Regions from separate parts of the Hordeum vulgare genome. Here region 1 is linked to region 2. The links are chromatin contacts, called in public Hi-C maps. All regions are on one chromosome and are shown on one strand. Each heading gives the region's core, a stretch centred on a gene start, on an enhancer-like site or on the middle of the called end of the contact. The rest is flanking DNA. Distances are from core to core; before and after follow the strand shown.

The links. A called contact is a pair of places that touch in the nucleus more often than the background predicts.
Region 1: a Hi-C map of leaf shows a contact between it and region 2, with 4 times the contacts expected there. The contact joins the promoter of LOC123431222 here to the promoter of LOC123431210 in region 2. A contact is called at or near these places in 4 of 6 Hi-C or Micro-C datasets (leaf, seedling and an unstated tissue) and 1 of 1 datasets of contacts at active chromatin or transcription factors (embryo).

What each region holds. Positions count from the first base shown.
Region 1 is chr1H:282,626,285-282,630,162 of MorexV3_pseudomolecules_assembly, reverse strand. LOC123431222 (putative pentatricopeptide repeat-containing protein At1g13630) reads left to right here and starts at 2,597. Exons shown (of 5, transcript XR_006623067.1): 1 at 2,597-3,145; 2 at 3,560-3,878.
Region 2 is chr1H:282,248,312-282,251,715 of MorexV3_pseudomolecules_assembly, reverse strand. LOC123431210 (probable cytokinin riboside 5'-monophosphate phosphoribohydrolase LOGL10) reads left to right here and starts at 1,708. Exons shown (of 7, transcript XM_045115040.1): 1 at 1,708-2,038; 2 at 2,406-2,503; 3 at 2,647-2,677. The coding sequence starts at 1,937.

The DNA.
Region 1 (3,878 bases), core at 1,348-3,847, 380 kb before region 2:
GCTGGCCAAGGAGCAAGCCGGTCCCTTAACATATTTATTATTTTTATTTAGGAGCTTACCATGAATAAATTCAAACTAACGTGGGGGCTAATGTCAGGGATATACCCCACGGTTTGACGGTGTGTGGCGCCGCTCCGACTCCCCACCTGAGGCCATAACCGGCTATTTAAGCCGGTCGGCGCCCCCAACCCTAGCACATCCACCTCCTCCCTCCCTACGCCGCCACCCGAGCCCGTCAGCCATGCCCCCATACGGCCGCCACTACACGATCCGACACCGTCTCTGGCTCCTTGAGCACGTCCGGATCCGGAGGGCCGTAGGGCTACCACTGGATCGAGAGGATGATTTCGAGGACGAGGATGAGGTGGAGGAAGAGCAGAAGGAGGTGGAGGATGAAGAGGAGGAGGAGCAAGATCTGGCGAAGGAGGAGCCGCCGCTGGGTGTGGGGGAGGACCAACAGGAGTCGGCAGAGGAGGCACCATCGTTGGATGTGCGCGAGGAGGAGGCGCACGCAAGAGGGAGGACATGGATCTGCGGGCGAAGCATCATCCCATCCTCAACTCCATCACATGTAGTCGACTGCACAGGCTAGGCGTCTTCGTCGGTAGCAGATGGAGGCGGCACGGGCTGTGGCAGAGGCATCGCGGATGGCCGAGGCTCCGGCGCACGCGGCTCATGATGAGCAAGAGGCCATCTTCGACGACGATGAAGAGTATGATATGCCTTGTACAATGCAAGGTGCTTATGGGAGGTGTTTAGAGAAACAAACCAGGCTTTTCTTAAGCACCGGTGGTTATTTGTAGAGGGTAGACGCTTAGTTAGGCGTCTCTTGTGTAGAAATAGGCACTCATGCTTCAGAAAAAAACCGGTTTATTTTTCTAAGCACCTCCCTAAGCACCTAGCATTGTATAAGGTCTTAGGGAATGAAATATGAGAGAGTTGAATGTGAATGGACAGATTTGAGGCGTAACCGGTCAGTGTCCGCGGACGCGGGTATTTAAAGTATCGAATTTGCAATCCGTGGGTGTAAATGCTCCTACTTGCCTCGCGTCTCTATTTTTTTCTTTTTTGTGTGCGGCTTTGCGTCTTAGTTTTTTTTGCGCCGACGATGCCCAGCTCATCCTACCGCGACCTCGGCCCTTGGAAAACCCTAAAATAGGCGGGCAAACGCACAGGAGCTGCGAGCTAGCGACGGGGTTTGGCCGGCCCGTTAGCACTTTCACCGATCCCAGTTTTGGGAAACTTCTAAAGGTTTCCACCCAGTTTTTTCGGTTTTGGAAACTTTCTAGAAGATTCCTTGAACCTTTTTTTTCTTCTTTTTTGTTTTTTTTCTGTTTCTGTTTTAAAAATGTTTTGGATTTCCAAAAAATATTTCGGAATTTAAAAAAATATTCCGTAATTTCAAAATTGTTTCGGAAATTGAAGAAATGTTCTAGAATTTGAAGAATTGTTCCAGAAACTGGAAAATGTTCCATAATTTGAAAAGAATGTTCTGAATTTAAAAAAATGTTTCGGAATTTAAAAAAAGTTCCATAATTTAGGAAAATGTTTCGAAATTTGAAAAATTGTTCTGGAATATTTATCCAAATGTTTTGGATTTTTCAAAATAAATCTTCCCATATTTGTAAAAATGTTCCGGAATTTGTAAAAATGTTCCGGTTTCAGAATTCGTTCTCAAAACTAAAAAAAATTCGTGCTTTAATAATTTGTTCGCGCTTTCAAATTTGTTCGTATTTTTTCAAAATCGTTCTCATTTTCAATTTTTTTGTCAAGATTAAAAAATGTTCATGCTTTAAACAATTGTTCTAGCTTTCAAATTTGTTCGTGTTTTTTGAAAATTGTTCTTGGTTTTAAAATTTCTTCTCAAAATTCAAAAAATGTTCGTGCTTTCAAATTTGTTCAGAGTTTTTGAAAATTTTGTTCTCAAGATTCAAAAAATGTTTGTGATTTAAAAAGTGGTTTGCGCTTCTAAATTTATTCACGTGTTTTTAGAATTGTTCTCCTATTTCATTGCATTTTCACAAAACTGTTTGTAATTTCAAGAAATGTTCTTCTATTTTATTTTTTCCTTTTCCCCATAAAAATATTGATTGTTCTCAAATAATATTCATGTTTCAGAAATTCATGTTTAAATTTTAAGAAAAGTTTGAATCTGCAATAGATTATGATTCGTGTTGTTAAATTTTACAGCTGTTGTTATGTTCGTTAACATTCACGCATGTAACCTTTCAGCTCTGGTAGTCAGTCGAGATCGTTAACCAAAGCGCACTCCAACCTTGAGGTCCTGTGTTTGACTCCTGTTGCTCGCTCATTTTTCTTTTTGCGATTTTCCATCCCTACAGCAAATGAGCCGTCCCAAGAGAGTTTGCTCTGTGCGAAACCGCCGCTAGTCGCCGCAAAGTGCGGCGTATAGGAGCTCCCTCGGCCCTTTGCGCACTCGAGCTGGGCAGTTTTTTTCCACCCGAACGGCCTGCATCTGTGCTGTATGGGCTGATAGCCCAGCCAAAGAAAAAACCCTACCGAACGGTCGGTTTCCTCCGGTCCGGAAAAGCCAGCACGAACGGGCCCTAAGCTCAGCCTGCTTCCCACTGGCTCTCTCCTCCTCAGTGGAAAGGGTAAAGCCTTTCGCTTAAACCCCGACCACACGCAGCCGCCGCCGGCGATCCTTTTCCCTCCTCCCATGTCGTGCGCCGCTGCGGCAGCCCCGGGGAGGCACACGGAAGCTCAACGCCCGAGCTCGACGCCCTCCACACAGTAGCCCGCGGCGCGCGCCCCCGCCATGAAACCCTGCCCCTTCGGATGCGCTTCCGACCGCCCATTCCCCTCCGCCTCCTCCTGCCTCAGCTCTGGCGCCGTCCTTCGCTTCCTCCCGCACTTCTCCCTAGGCCCATATCCTCATGTCCTTCCGCGGCAGCCGTGGTGGCGGCCACGGATTCCGAGGAGGATGCCGTGGTTGCTAGGGATCCACTGCTAGCGCCTCATTTTGTGGGCGGGGTAGGAGGGTCGCCTAGATTTGGGGAGGGCAAGGCGGAGTTCGAGAGAAAGGCCTCGATTGCCGCAAGGATCAAGCTCTGCTATGAACTGCTGCGACAGAGGAGGTGGCGGGAGATGCGGGGCGGCTTGGCACAGATGGTCAGCGAACAAGGTGAGCTCCCTACGGATTTGTATTACAATTGGCACTTTCTCTTTGGATAGTATGACAACACGCTTATTCATCCTTTGAACTTGGATTGATATGGCAATGGAGTTTGCGTTATTCCAGGGCCATGATCATTTTATCATGTACACCAAAGAAAAAACTGAAATGGTAGTGAAGGCACAAGTGTGTAAACTTCCTCTGTTCGTGAATAAATTTATACTGTCGTCATGCACACACATATATTTTTCTATATGCCTTTATGTCAATATAATTGGCAGCTAATTCTCAAAATAAATATAATTGGCAGCTGTAATATTGGTCATAATATTTTTAGTACCTGTTGCCTTGACATATGCAGCAACATAGAACAGTTGAAGCTCACAATTCTCACATTTCATTGTATTTCCCTTTCTACTCTAGGATCTGGGTCTGCAGCCACTCTCTGTGACATCTTGTGGAGTGAATTCAGAGAGTATGATTCCAGCGGTGTTGTATGGGATGCTCTAGCAAATAGTTATGCAAGAACTCAGATGATTCATGATGCTCTTTACGTTCTCAGTAAAATGAACAGCCTGAATATGCAAATATCAGTTTCCACCTATGATAGTTTATTGTATGGTCTACGGATGACAGACATGGCATTGGAGCTTTTTGATGAAATGGAGGCATATGGTATCCCTTACAGCGAATATTCACATAGCATTCTCATAGATGGCCTCTGCAAGCAAAATAAAGTTGG
Region 2 (3,404 bases), core at 459-2,958:
CGATGGTGTGTGGTTGATGACTTGGTCCCAAATAGAAGGGAAGCACCGAAGGGTTAAATGTTCTAAAGTGCAATGGTGAGGATAACGACATGGTAAGGTGATAAGTTTAAACTTAAATGTATTAGATGTGTAGTGTTATGTGAACATTCGGAGTGAGTGAAATAAATGTATCATTAGTGTGTATCAAATTGTATTGGCAAAGTTTATTGTAAGAGATATGCATGTCTTTGTGTATGTGATGACATATGAAGAATGCAATGTTTATATGTTCTTCTTGTATTTTGTATTGCCTTCATAATTTGTGAGTTGATGTTCATTACTTGTTATACCCGCCTCCGCGCAACGGAGGATCACTGATAACCCCTTTTGTTATGCCTTGTTGATAGTTATCACATATCGCGGAGCCGTTTAATTGTATAACACATCACTCACCATCCAAGAAGCTCATTTGTAATGAACAATCATGACTAGTCGTGAGCCTGTCTAGACAAAAGTGTGTCGGTGATGATGTAATCTGGTCGGTCTATGCTATTCGGTTTTGTAGTAGTGTTCGAGTAGTTTGGCGAAACATCCCCGTTGGAAACACAGTTGAGGGAGGGGAGCGCAAGTCATAACCTCCGACAACCAACATCGCACCACATCCATGAGTCCTGGTTGCCTAACTAGGAAGGATTCAAAGTGGGAGTTTGTGGAACACTCGGGTATGGGGCAATGCAGGTGGTATGGTCTCACCCAATCCTGGCCATTACCCGAAGGAAGCACAAAGGAAGCCGCGGATCCCATTCCACTGACACCGAAGCCCTACTCAGCTCACTATGAATGGGGATAGCTTGTTTGTTTGGTATACATGAATCTCGACCCTACCAGGCAATCTGGTGGAGGGAAAGGGCTGCTATGCAAGTGTTCAACATTAACATCCTAGGTTGTCAATATTAGATGATCTTTTATCGCCCGACATCCTAATAAGATCGAAATCTTCCCGGGCCACCACTCGAAGGGGGACAACCTTCAATCGTAGCACGCATCACATAGTGTAAAGTTGTCAAGCGACTACGATCGACCAAGCCATACAAGCTAATAAGTTTGCATTTAAAAAACAAGATGGCATACATACATACTCATTGAAGAACTCTCCACGATCCATATCTTTCATCTCAAAGGCTTCCACCATCAAACCAAGAGAGGTGAAGTGGTCATGACCAAGACCTTGATGTTTCTATCTCGCGTGATGGGAGGAGGACATCTTTTTACACCTTACTACGTGTTAATGCTACCTTAGTGAAAGTTTAAAGCTGAGTGGGGGTAATCTCGTTGGATCCGGCAATGAAATTATGTTTTTGGCGGGAGCTTCACAAAACCTCTGGTGAATAACGAAGAAGCTCAAAGCTTGTGAATCGGTGATACGACGATCCTACTCCCCCAAACCCTTGCACGCTTTTTCCCCTAATAAACGACCCAGCGAGCGAGGATAATCCTCGTTCCGCTTTGACGCGGCAAAACCCGATAAGGTGACTCACCCACCCATGCATCAATAGACAGACAGACCCATCCCTGTCCATTTCACGGAAAAGCCCTCGCCATCGTCGCCGGGTGGATGGAGCGATTTTTCTCCATGTGCGCGCATTTATTTCGCTTCCCCTCCGTAGCATCCATCCCTTTCACTTCCCATTCTTCCATCTTCTCTCTCCCCTCCCCACTATTATATAGCCATGGGTGGCGCACTGCCTCCCTCCATCCACCGCCAAGAACCAACAAGCCCTTCCTTCCTTCCTTCCTTCCTTCCTTCACTGTGTTTGTGCTAGCTAGCACCTGACGCCACCACGACCATCGCAAGCGCGACTCCTGCGTGCTTGCTTGCTTGCTAGTAAGAAGTTCAGCACCACCTACCCAGGTAGCTAGCTGGTGAGAGGACAAACAGAGAGAGAGAGAGAGAGAGATGAGGCAGTCGAGGTTCAAGAGGATCTGCGTCTTCTGTGGCAGTAGCCAGGGCAAGAAGAGGAGCTACCATGACGCCGCCATTGAGCTCGGCAACGAGCTGGTACCAAACTAACCATGCCTATCTCTACTTTGGGTTATTCTGTCCGCGACTTCGTGTCCACTTCATGTGCGTGCGTGCGTGCGTACGTAGTCACACCATATGATATATTTTTTTCGAGCCATTTGCTTGCTGCCCAGCTTTCGCCAAAATTCGCCCGATTCCTTCCTCCCCTGGGCTCGTGAAACATGGCCGGCCCTACCGCATTCACGGCTCCATTAAATCGAAATTAAATTAGGGCTATAGCTCTGTTCTGTCCCCACCCTCTTGATCGATGGCGTTCAAGAAGCATGTTTTAATCTGTGATGGCCTCTGCGGTTTATTTGAGTTTACCTGGGTGGTGACTGATGTTGGCACGTTGTTGTCGCAGGTTGCGAGGGGCGTGGACCTGGTGTACGGCGGGGGAAGCATCGGGCTCATGGGGATGGTGTCCCAGGCCGTGCACGACGGCGGCAGGCACGTCATTGGGTACGTAGCAAACTCAGCTCAGCTCGATCTATATATGTTTTTGCTTGTTTTTTTTTGTCGTTTTGTTTTCGCTTTGCTAGCTATTTTGCCTGGTGGATGAATGTGCTGATCACTTGTTTTATCATCTTGCTGTCCATGCGCAGTGTCATTCCCAAGACCCTCATGACCCCAGAGGTATGTCGTCTGCTACTCATCATGCATGTCTACAACTACACGTACTAGGAGGGAATATCATGTCTAGATGCATGTTTTTAAATTAATTAATTATTATTTAACTGAAGGTTCGCAACAACAAAAAGAATGTTCCACAAATTTCTGAAAGAAAGTAGCATCTTCCTAATTTTGAACCTGAAACTCGATTTGCATGTGCTGACGTTTAGGGCGTAGAGTCACTAAGGGCATCTCCAACAGTTTGTTGGTTAGCTTGTTGGTAAAATATGTCATGTCATCAGTCAACACCTTAACATACAACTACTCCAATGGGTTGTATCTAGTTTGCCCAATAAGATGTGAGGTAATAAATAAGGTGCTCTCTCATTCTACATTGGAGCTTCTGCAAGGGTGTTGGTTAATTTACATACAACCTTGTTCTCTTTCCTCATTTATTGCAATGACACATCATCAAAAATCTTATGTGTTAAAATTACCAACAACTATCTTACAACCATTGGAGATGCCCTAATAATCAAATGGGCTTGGGAGTTTGAGCTCCGAAACAAGCACTCCTCTGCCGGTGCTGCAGTCCCGGGGGACATGGCACTTGGGTGCGCAAAAGAATACTATGGTCCTGTTTGTTTCAGAAGTCCCGGAACTTTTTTTTAGTCCCAACTTAAAAGTCTCTAGTCCCTACCCGTTTGTTTTTAGAGATTAAATAGGGACTAGAGGTCATTAAATGACATGT